Linked DNA regions of Rattus norvegicus: region 2 is linked to region 1. Evidence: chromatin contacts called from public Hi-C data. All regions are on one chromosome and are shown on one strand. The core of a region is the stretch at or near the end of the contact, and the rest is flanking DNA. Distances in the headings are between cores, read along the strand shown.

Region 1 (4,390 bases), core at 1,228-3,727:
AAAAAACCCAAGAGAAAACCAATTGCTGGAGAAGCCCAGGTTCCCTGGAAAGCAGAGATAGAAACAGGGATCAGGCTGACAGGTCCGGGGCAGCATCCGGCTCTGTGAGGTCAGGCATGTCGATGGATGCCTGGCCCTTCCCCCAAGGCCTACTAAAATCTAGGTGAGCGTGGAAACTCTTAAAGCCAAGGAAGAGGGCTGAAGATATTCAGAATGACTATTCATCTACTTAAGTATCAAATAATATAATGCAGCTAACAGCACTTAATAAAAATTCAAGGATTATAGGGAAGCAGAGTGATGCTAAATATTTTTGCAAGGCCTTTTCAACAATTAGTTCCGTGATTCCTCAAAAGCGAAGGGGCAGTGACCTTAATCTGAGGCCATCGGCCGCTCAAACCTGGCCAAGGTGGCACTGGTTATTACAATTCAGAGGGACTCGTTGCTTTGTCTTAATACAGTTTTAAAGAAAATACAGTTTCACTAAAAGTACTTTTGAAAATCCCCGCCTCACCTAAAACAGATGCTGTGACCTAATGTTCGTCTACGCTTCTCGACTCACAAAAACATTCCTCAAACACGAACGGCTCGCTCTGTGTACCCTGCGGTAGGAAACTGAATGAGGACCCAAGAGTAAACCATCACACTATGTCTGCTACACATGTCTGATCTACTCAGCCCACCTGAAAGCAGGAAAACAGAAATTGCACGGATGGCATCTTTTAGAAAGTCAAATGTCTAGCCTTTATGGCTTCTGATCATTAGTCTAGACTTACCTATTCTCTATATGTGACCTAAGGTTATTCTCACTGGTATTTAATACACTTACTCCAGTGTATTTAACCACCAAACTACTGGAATTTCTGAAGCCCTATTTTTAAAGCATGTAAGAGTGACATTTTCTTCCTACCTGGGAAACTGTCATAATGTTGCTTTCTGACAGATCCCAATATATTTATGCCCCAGCATTTTCTAACCTGGGTGAAGGTGGAAGAAACATCTTCTTCTGCCCTAAAAAGAAAAGGTGTGTCAGGATGTACTGTGACTCACTGTACACTCAGAACAACCGTCCTCTGAAACCCACAAGGGCTGCTGTGGGCTGCTTTGACTTGTATTTGCTGGACTGCACACGGGTCTGGAGTTGCACAGCCTCTGGCAGAACATCCTGAACTACATTTGATGGGAGGCACAGTCTCCCTTCTCAGCCAGAAGATTGCATGAGTAAGATCTAAGGGAACTGTACAGGCTGTCCTGTACCAAACCTATTTTATAGCATTAGATTTTTTACAACCAACGTCCTTTATAGCACTAAGTGGCAGGAGGCAATCACTTACAAAGAGGCTCAGGGTTTGCCCTTCACTTAAGTGCATGATGATAGGGATGTTGGCTAACCGCTTCTTTGTTGTCTCCGATAGTGAGTTTCTAATGGTGTCATCTTAAGTGAGACTGGCCCATAATTTCACTTTTAAGGGGGTTGGGTTTTTTTTTTTTTTTTTTTTTTTTGCTTCGTGCTTTTAAGACAAGCTGCTAAACTATATATTTTTAAATTCTTATGTTACTATAAATGGAATAGGAATGGAAGGCCTTGGGAATTGTAAATTGTAATTGAGTACAAAATATGACTGGTATAACGGGCAGTGCAGACCACCTAATTTGTTCTTTTGTTCAGATAATTGTAATTGGGCTTCTGCTTGGTCATCAACCTGGCCTCACACACAAGGTTGTAGAGATAATATGTTATTGCAAGTGAGGACAGTAATTTTTACATAGGAAGACTACAGATTATCTTGTAGAAATACACTAATCCAATTCATGGGTTCACAAGCCTTATGAGACTGGTGCAAGATGAACGCATACAGTGGAAAGTGGCCGGCTGTATCCGAAGATAAAGCTCACGACAGCACCGGCACAGGAACGAACCATCACTAACCTCTGCTGAGCTCGCCAAAAAGAGCTCCCCAAAAAATAAAAACATGGCCTCAAAAAGGCAAAAGGTTCGTTTAATACAGTCATGTGGTGCACACAGACAAGGAGAGAGACGATATAGAAGTGAACATCCAATGAGGAAAGGGGCAAGAAGTGAGCTTGGATTAATTGGAAGTGTTGGAACAATAATAAGGGCATTTCCACAAGCCTGGCTAGGAGCCTTGCTCTTGAAGTTACTCCAGGAGTGCCGAGCCACGCCCCTACTCCACGGGGGCCAAGACACGCCCCCACTCCAGGAGTGCCGAGCCACGCCCCTGCTCCAGGAGGGCCAAGCCATGCTCCTACTCCAGGAGTGCTATTTTAATAAGTTGCTTCAAATACAGGCTCCAAGAGCCTGAAACTAATTTTCTGTCTCTTAAATAAGAACATAAAATTCCTTCCAATCCTGGTAATAGAAAGAGATTGTTTTTCCCAAGGTTCCAGCCACCTCCATCTATTTTCTTTACAGCCAAACCAATTCAGTGCACTACCCTTATCTCTCTGCAGAGAGCGCACTCACCAAAGCTTGCTTAAAATGCTAACCAGGTTAGTCAGCCTGCCTCCTGACATGACCCCACCCCACCCCACCCCACTCCCACACACAATGCCCAGAACTGGTGACCTTCAAGGCTCTTAGCATGTTGTTGGGACTCCAGCAACGTCAGGATTGCCTCCAGTGTTTGTGGTTTTACACAGCCCCCCAGAGACCCATAGTTCTGCTGAGAGGCCATCAGTGAGCTGTGGCCTTTGAGATACAATCCCACAGCACTCCGATTGTACTTCCCTTTTAGCTGACCTCAGCTGAGTGCTGTTTACCTCAGGAAAGTGTCTCCTGATCCAGCGCTGGGTCTGTTGTGTTGACTAATAGGCTCTCAGAGCACTCTTTCCTTCTAAGACCTAATCAAGGTTTACCATAGGACCACTGTTAGTTTTCCTTATGTATCTTCATGTGTATGTATGTGCACATATTCATCCGTGTACAGGTGCATATGTATGCACATGCCGATGTGACACATGTGGAGGCCAGAGGCCAACATCCGGTGTCCTTCCTTGGGGTCACTGGCTCTTTAGGTATTGTTCACCTTGCTTTTTTTTTTTTTTTTTTTATTCTTTTTTTCGGAGCTGGGGACCGAACCCAGGGCCTTGCGCTTGCTAAGCAAGTGCTCTACCACTGAACTAAATCCCCAACCCCTCACCTTGCTTTTTAAGGTGAGGTAGCATGAAGTCCTTCAAATCCACTAGGCTGGTTGTCCAGCAAACCCAAGTGATCTGCCTTTCACTGTCCCCAGAGCTCTGGGATGACAAGTGTGAGCTCCTGGACCCCAGGTTTCCCCTAGATTCAGGAACTGAACCCTGACTCTGATGCTTCTACATGAACTACTTCACTAACAGAGCTTCTTCCTGGCACCCATTACCACATTTATTTTATTAGTACCCATTCCCCAGTTGACTTGGATGGCCACAAGAGTACAGCACAAGGTTATACCCAACAGTGTCCTTACCAGAGCAGAATCCAGGCCTGACAGATGCATGCTCTTGGCTTCAAAGAAGCATCTGGTGGTTAGATACCCAAAGAGGCTCGATTATACTCCATACTTGAAAAGGCAGGACGACACAGGATCTCCCAAATTGGTGTGAATAAATTGCCTTGTGCCTCCCCAGTAAAGCCGCTGCACATAAATCTCCTTTTGGGCGCTCTTCTTCTGCCTCACTGTAGACCACACGGAGGCCACGTGTCCTCCTAGAACAACAGCTCTGTGCAACGGGGTCCCCTCTGACACCATGACTGCTGACAGACAACTGCGGACGGTAGGTCATGCTCCCGCTTTGTTTTATGACCCACGTGCTTTTAAATGAAGCTTTATGCCAAGGACGTAATTGAAGGCACAAGCTCTCTGCTGGGTATCTGGCCTGATATTTCATGCCCGCTTGACAGGAAAACACTGTAACAGCTCATCATATACAAAGCCAGGGATGACTGCACTAAGCTAGGGAGATTAAGACACCTGGGTTAGATTATTTTGCTTGGCCTGGGGCGGGTCTCAGCCTTCCTTTTGTGACAATGCCCCAAAAGCCCTCCTGTGAGGAGAATGTCACCTGACATGTGCAGACCCATTTCTGTATTTCCCAAGAAGCCACTAAAGCAGCGGAGAGCCCCGATTGCTACGTGTGATCACCTCAGAGATGCCCCACATCAAATTCTTCTCAGCCTGCTGCAGAAATAAATTCTCAGCACTGGGCCTGGGTGGCCCTGGTGAGGATACCGGCTGGGAACTTCAGCTTTAGGCAATAACCTCTTCAGCCAGTGCCACAGGTGCCTGGGATATCCCAGCATCCTCCACCGAAGCAACAGGACTGTCTGGCCAAATCCAAGAAAGCTAAGTAATTACTAGCTTTGCTGTGGTCACACAGGCAGCCAACTGAA
Region 2 (4,434 bases), core at 344-2,843, 480 kb after region 1:
CGACAGGGTTGGGGGTACCCGCTGCACCAAAACTCTGCGCTCTGGTTGCCAGAACACAAGCTATTAACCAAGGAAAACGGAAACAGTGTGGCACGTTTCTTTTTTTCTTGATTAGAATAACCGCCGCCTCCAATATTCCAGAACAGGCAGATGAGAAAGCAGAAAAACCGGGTGTCCTGTCCTTAGGAGATCGAGGAAAGAAAAGCAAATCGCGCCCTCTCCCACCTCTTTCCCTGAGCCAGGAGAGAGGACGTGGCCTTCACCCACTGAGAAGGAGCTGGACAGCTTAAGCGAGGCTTGAGCTGCAACCCTCCGACTCTGCAAGAGAAGAGGAAGGCGGCTGGCCTATGCCCTCACGAAGTGGGGAGGGTGTGGGCTGAAGGCTGGAAGTGGAGGGTGGCCGAGCTGCACACCGCTACGTGCAATGATTTAGGATTGTCGAGTGGCCAATATTGTTCCAGCCTTAACCTGGCTAGAAAATGAGCGGGTCTGGGTCTGGGTCTGGCATGCACACTCAGCCTGCAAAAGGGCAAAGATGAAGGGAGGGAGGGCGCGCCAGACAGAAAAAAAAAAATCTGCCCGGACGCCAGAAGCTACCCAGCTGTCGACCCGCGCTCTGCACTTGGACCCAGGCAGCCCAGCCCAGAAGAGTGATACAGAAAGGGGCCTCGAGCCCAGTGAGTCAGGGATCTAGCCAAAAACTCCCTGCTCCCTGCCCTCCCGAGTCTCCCAGGCCCCTCGCGTCCTGGGGGCTGCCTCCCGTTTGCACTGAGGCGTAGCCTGCACCTCAGCCCGGAGCAAGGCTGTTTCAAACGAGGCGGCCCCGGCGACTAGAACGCCACGCCGGCTGCTCCCCACATCCTAACTGCTCTGCAGCCAGCCTCCGCCTTCCATCCCCAAACATCTCCTTCCCCCCTACAAAGGGTCGGAGGGATGCAAAGTGAGCCACGGTTATGAGCTCCTTCTATCCCCGCAGAAGCAACGGGAGCACCCCCAGATTACTCAAACCAACAGAGCATCCTTCCCACAGCCAATCTCCCCAGACATCCTGCAACTCTAGCCCTCCGGATCAGCTCTGTATCAGCAAAGCAAGTCGCCTCCCCCCTTCCGCCCTCCCCGACTCCAGATGCTTCAAGCTTCCCAAGCCACAGTCAGAGCACATCTGAGTCCCCGATCCTCCTTTCCAGCCCGCCACTGCTTCTGCCCTCTCAGACCATCAGCCTCCTAGAACATTGCCGGAGCCAATGAAGCAGAGCTCTCTTTCCTCCTCCGTAGCCCGGCCCCCCTTCACCCTCTCCGCGGTCCCTAGACTGGCGCCCAAGCTCCGCGCCCCGGCGACAACTCCGCATACCCCGCGCGCGGGCTGGAGCCGCGTCCCATCGGCGGCCCGCACTTACCCGGGAAGCACACCACATAATGGAGCACAGAACTGGTGATTTTCAGGAACAAAATCCACCAACACGGTTCCAGTAACCTCCGCATGTCCGAAAACGCACATCGAAAAGAGAAAGGCAGGGGGGGTAAACTTGTTGAATAAGTTCTTGCTTCCGAGCGAGGCTCCGCTAAGCCTGGAGGCTTTCTCGGCTCGCCCGCCACACGGCCCCCAACACACACTCGGCGACTGGTCCCGCAGGAATCCGGGAAGCTGCCAGAGCTCCCGGAAAAACCTCAAAAAGTGACCGGGAATGCAAAGCTACGCTAGGGACGATCCTCTCGGAGGAGAAGGGCTCCTCTTCGCTCAGAGACGATCCAGCCGATAGGGCAGGGCGAAGAGGAGGCGCACGGCGGCACTGCCCGGGGCCGGGAGCAGGCAGGGACCGCGGGTGGCGGCGGCTAGGAGCGGAAGAGCCCCAAGTTGAGTCGGCAGCGCAGCGCAGCCCAAGAACCGGCGGGCGACGGAGGGGCTGTGTGCGGCGCGGCGGCTCCGGGCTTCAGGCGGGCAGCTCCTTCCAGGGCCCCGGCAAGGAAGGAGGCATGTCTGCGAGCGGGGAAAGGGAGGGAAGCGGCGGGGCGGAGCGCAGAGCCCCCCAGAACAGAAACGGCCAGTGGAGAGCAGGGAAACACAAAGGATCTCAGAGGGGCGCCGGGGCGAGGGCGCCTTCAGTCCATGCTCCCGAAAGTTGTGGCTCCGGCGCAGGCTGGGGAGGAACCGAGAGCGCGGGGCTGGAAACTGGCCATGCCTCCATACAGGAAGTAACATGTGAGCATGGATCCTGGCAGAGACTTTAAAGCCGGCGAGCGGGCGAGCGAGCGAGCGATCTGGGGGCGCGCGGCGGCGGGGGCGCGCGAGCACGGGCGCGCGGTGATGCGCATCCCCGAGCTGCCGCCGGCGGGGGCGCGCGTTGCACTCTCTTAAAGCGGCCGCGCAGGGCTCCCACTTCCAAGGACTTGCACTACTCTCCTCTCCAGGCGTGCCTAGGGCTATGGGTGTACGTTTAGAGGAGCTGGTAACCCAGGCTCCGTCTAGGACAGAGAAGAGAACCTCAGCCTTGTTCGGTCTGCGTGGCTTTGCTCCATTTTTGAGTTCTTAAAGGCGAAGCGTTTTGCTTGGATTCGGAGAGATCCCTGGCCTGGTTCATGAATCCCGGACTTGGGGAAGGGGAAAGGGTGGCCCGGTTGAAATTGGGAGAGAGGCGGGACCAGCAGCTATCTTTTTCATGGACTGGGGACTTCCGTGTGGCCTCACCACCTTGACGGTGCCTCGGCGGGGTGTACCTCCGGCGTCCCTCTCCTGCTGCATTCCGGGACTAAGAGACAAAGCCCAGCGGCCTTTGCACTCAGGTTTCATTAGATTTGATTTTTTTTTCTTCCTCCTTTCCGAGCTTCCATTGACAGAGTTTACTGCTGGGAGATGAGGCAAGGGATCGGGGGTTGATCCCAGGCTAGCAAAATCCAGCCCCAGTCCCACACCCGCTTTCCCTAAACCACGAAAGTCTGTCACGGAGTTCTCCCAACTCTCGGTTTCAGGGAGAAGGTGGCTGCACCTTGGCCTGGTTAGGCAGAGGGCGAATGAAGTGCGCCTCTCACCCGGGGCAAGAGAAAGCAGCACCCCGGGGCAGGACTGGTTTCCCGGCAGCTGCTCTAGGAGATGCGGCTTAAGTAAGCTACAGGGAGAGGCATCCGGGGGAAATGCAAGGACTAGGCTTATCTGTAATGAGTTTTGTCCCTTGGCTCTCACTGAGATCTTTATCGCTTGGGCTTCTCCGCAACCTATTTTTTCCTCCTACGTTGGTGCTAAAAGTGAGGCAGGCAGGTTTTTTTTTTTCATCAAGTTTGTAATTGAGCCAACGTAATTAGCCATTTGTAATTCTTTTCATAGTTTTCCTGCCTCTCTTTGAAAACGATATGGACATGTTTTTAAAGTGCCCCCTTGTCGTTTCATCCCACCGCGGCACTGTCCCACACCCACTAAAGCAGCCCAACCGGATGTTCTTTCGGTTTTCAAATAATACACAGATGTTCTGAGAGCCTGCGGCATGGTGTGATTAGGAAAGCAGTTTCGCACCCACAATTCCAAAGGAAAAACCTCTGAAAAGTTACGTTTGGGGTGCAAAACTAGTAAATGCCAGGAAGTTCCTGGGGAGGGCCCCCAGATCTATTTTTAGCCAAACCCGGGGAACACCCTCCCTGGGCTGGGCAATGAAACCAATCTGTTTGCTTTGGAATTTGATTCTTCCTGGTTTTGTTGTACTGGAGGGTCGCTCCTGAATGCTTATGATCACCAGTTCCCTTGATAAGATGTGTTGGAGGGGTGGATATTCCGGTGCCAGTAAGAGTGAGATACGTTCAAATGACGCTATCACCAATGACTGCCTCCTTCGAGGTGGTGCCGATTTTTAATGCTCAGTTGGTGGGACTTGAGTCCCACAGAGGTTAGCGACCTCGGCGGAGCTTTATCTGTGAAACAGCCATCCTAAGAGCTGCCCTTTGGGCAATGCTGAGTTCTTTCTATATACTGTTTGCTGGTTCAACAAATGAACTGCACATCCCTCTCTGCTGGGTACACTAAGAACAGGACATACCAGCCTGTCGGTCTCACCTGGGGAAAGTCACCGGAAGGCGTTTGAGAAGTCATTAAGTGTGAAAGCTGGAGCTCTCGCATCCCAGTTTGTTCAGCTTGGAAAGTGAATGATTATGCCTTTTACAGTGTACGAGACCCCTGTGCTAAGAGTTTACATCACTTTTGGTCTCTCTGGGCTGTTTCCTGTCCTGGTATCCCAGGCTGAGGTTTACCACAAATTGATATTGAAAGCATACATTGAGCTCCATCAGCCCCCACCCCCACCCCCACCCAGGTCTAAATGTTTTAGCCAGGCACATTAGCACATACCTGTAATCCCAGCATTCAGGAAGCCAAAGCAGGAGAATCATAACTTCAAGGCTAGCCTAGCATCAGAGCAAGGCCTTAACTCTCTGTTAAGTTTGCAACAAAAA

What was found. A called contact is a pair of places that touch in the nucleus more often than the background predicts.
Region 2: a Hi-C map of the A7r5 cell line shows a contact between it and region 1, with 4 times the contacts expected there. The contact joins the promoter of Ptprg here to the enhancer-like site in region 1. A contact is called at or near these places in 3 of 12 Hi-C or Micro-C datasets (the A7r5 cell line, Schwann cells and psoas muscle) and 1 of 1 datasets of contacts at active chromatin or transcription factors (oligodendrocytes).

What each region holds. Positions count from the first base shown.
Region 1 is chr15:15,495,279-15,499,668 of GRCr8, forward strand. All of the region lies in intron 5 of Ptprg (protein tyrosine phosphatase, receptor type, G), which reads right to left. It overlaps LOC134482084 (a long non-coding RNA gene), which reads left to right. Exons shown (of 2, transcript XR_010058096.1): 2 at 1-1,532. Among named protein-coding and RNA genes, the nearest start is that of Cep15, 230 kb to the left of the region's middle. Within about 2 kb of position 2,478, at least 14 of the 93 cell types and tissues checked have an H3K27ac peak or open chromatin away from gene starts, as enhancers often do.
Region 2 is chr15:15,980,988-15,985,421 of GRCr8, forward strand. Ptprg (protein tyrosine phosphatase, receptor type, G) reads right to left here and starts at 1,594. Exons shown (of 30, transcript NM_134356.2): 1 at 1,398-1,594. The coding sequence starts at 1,482.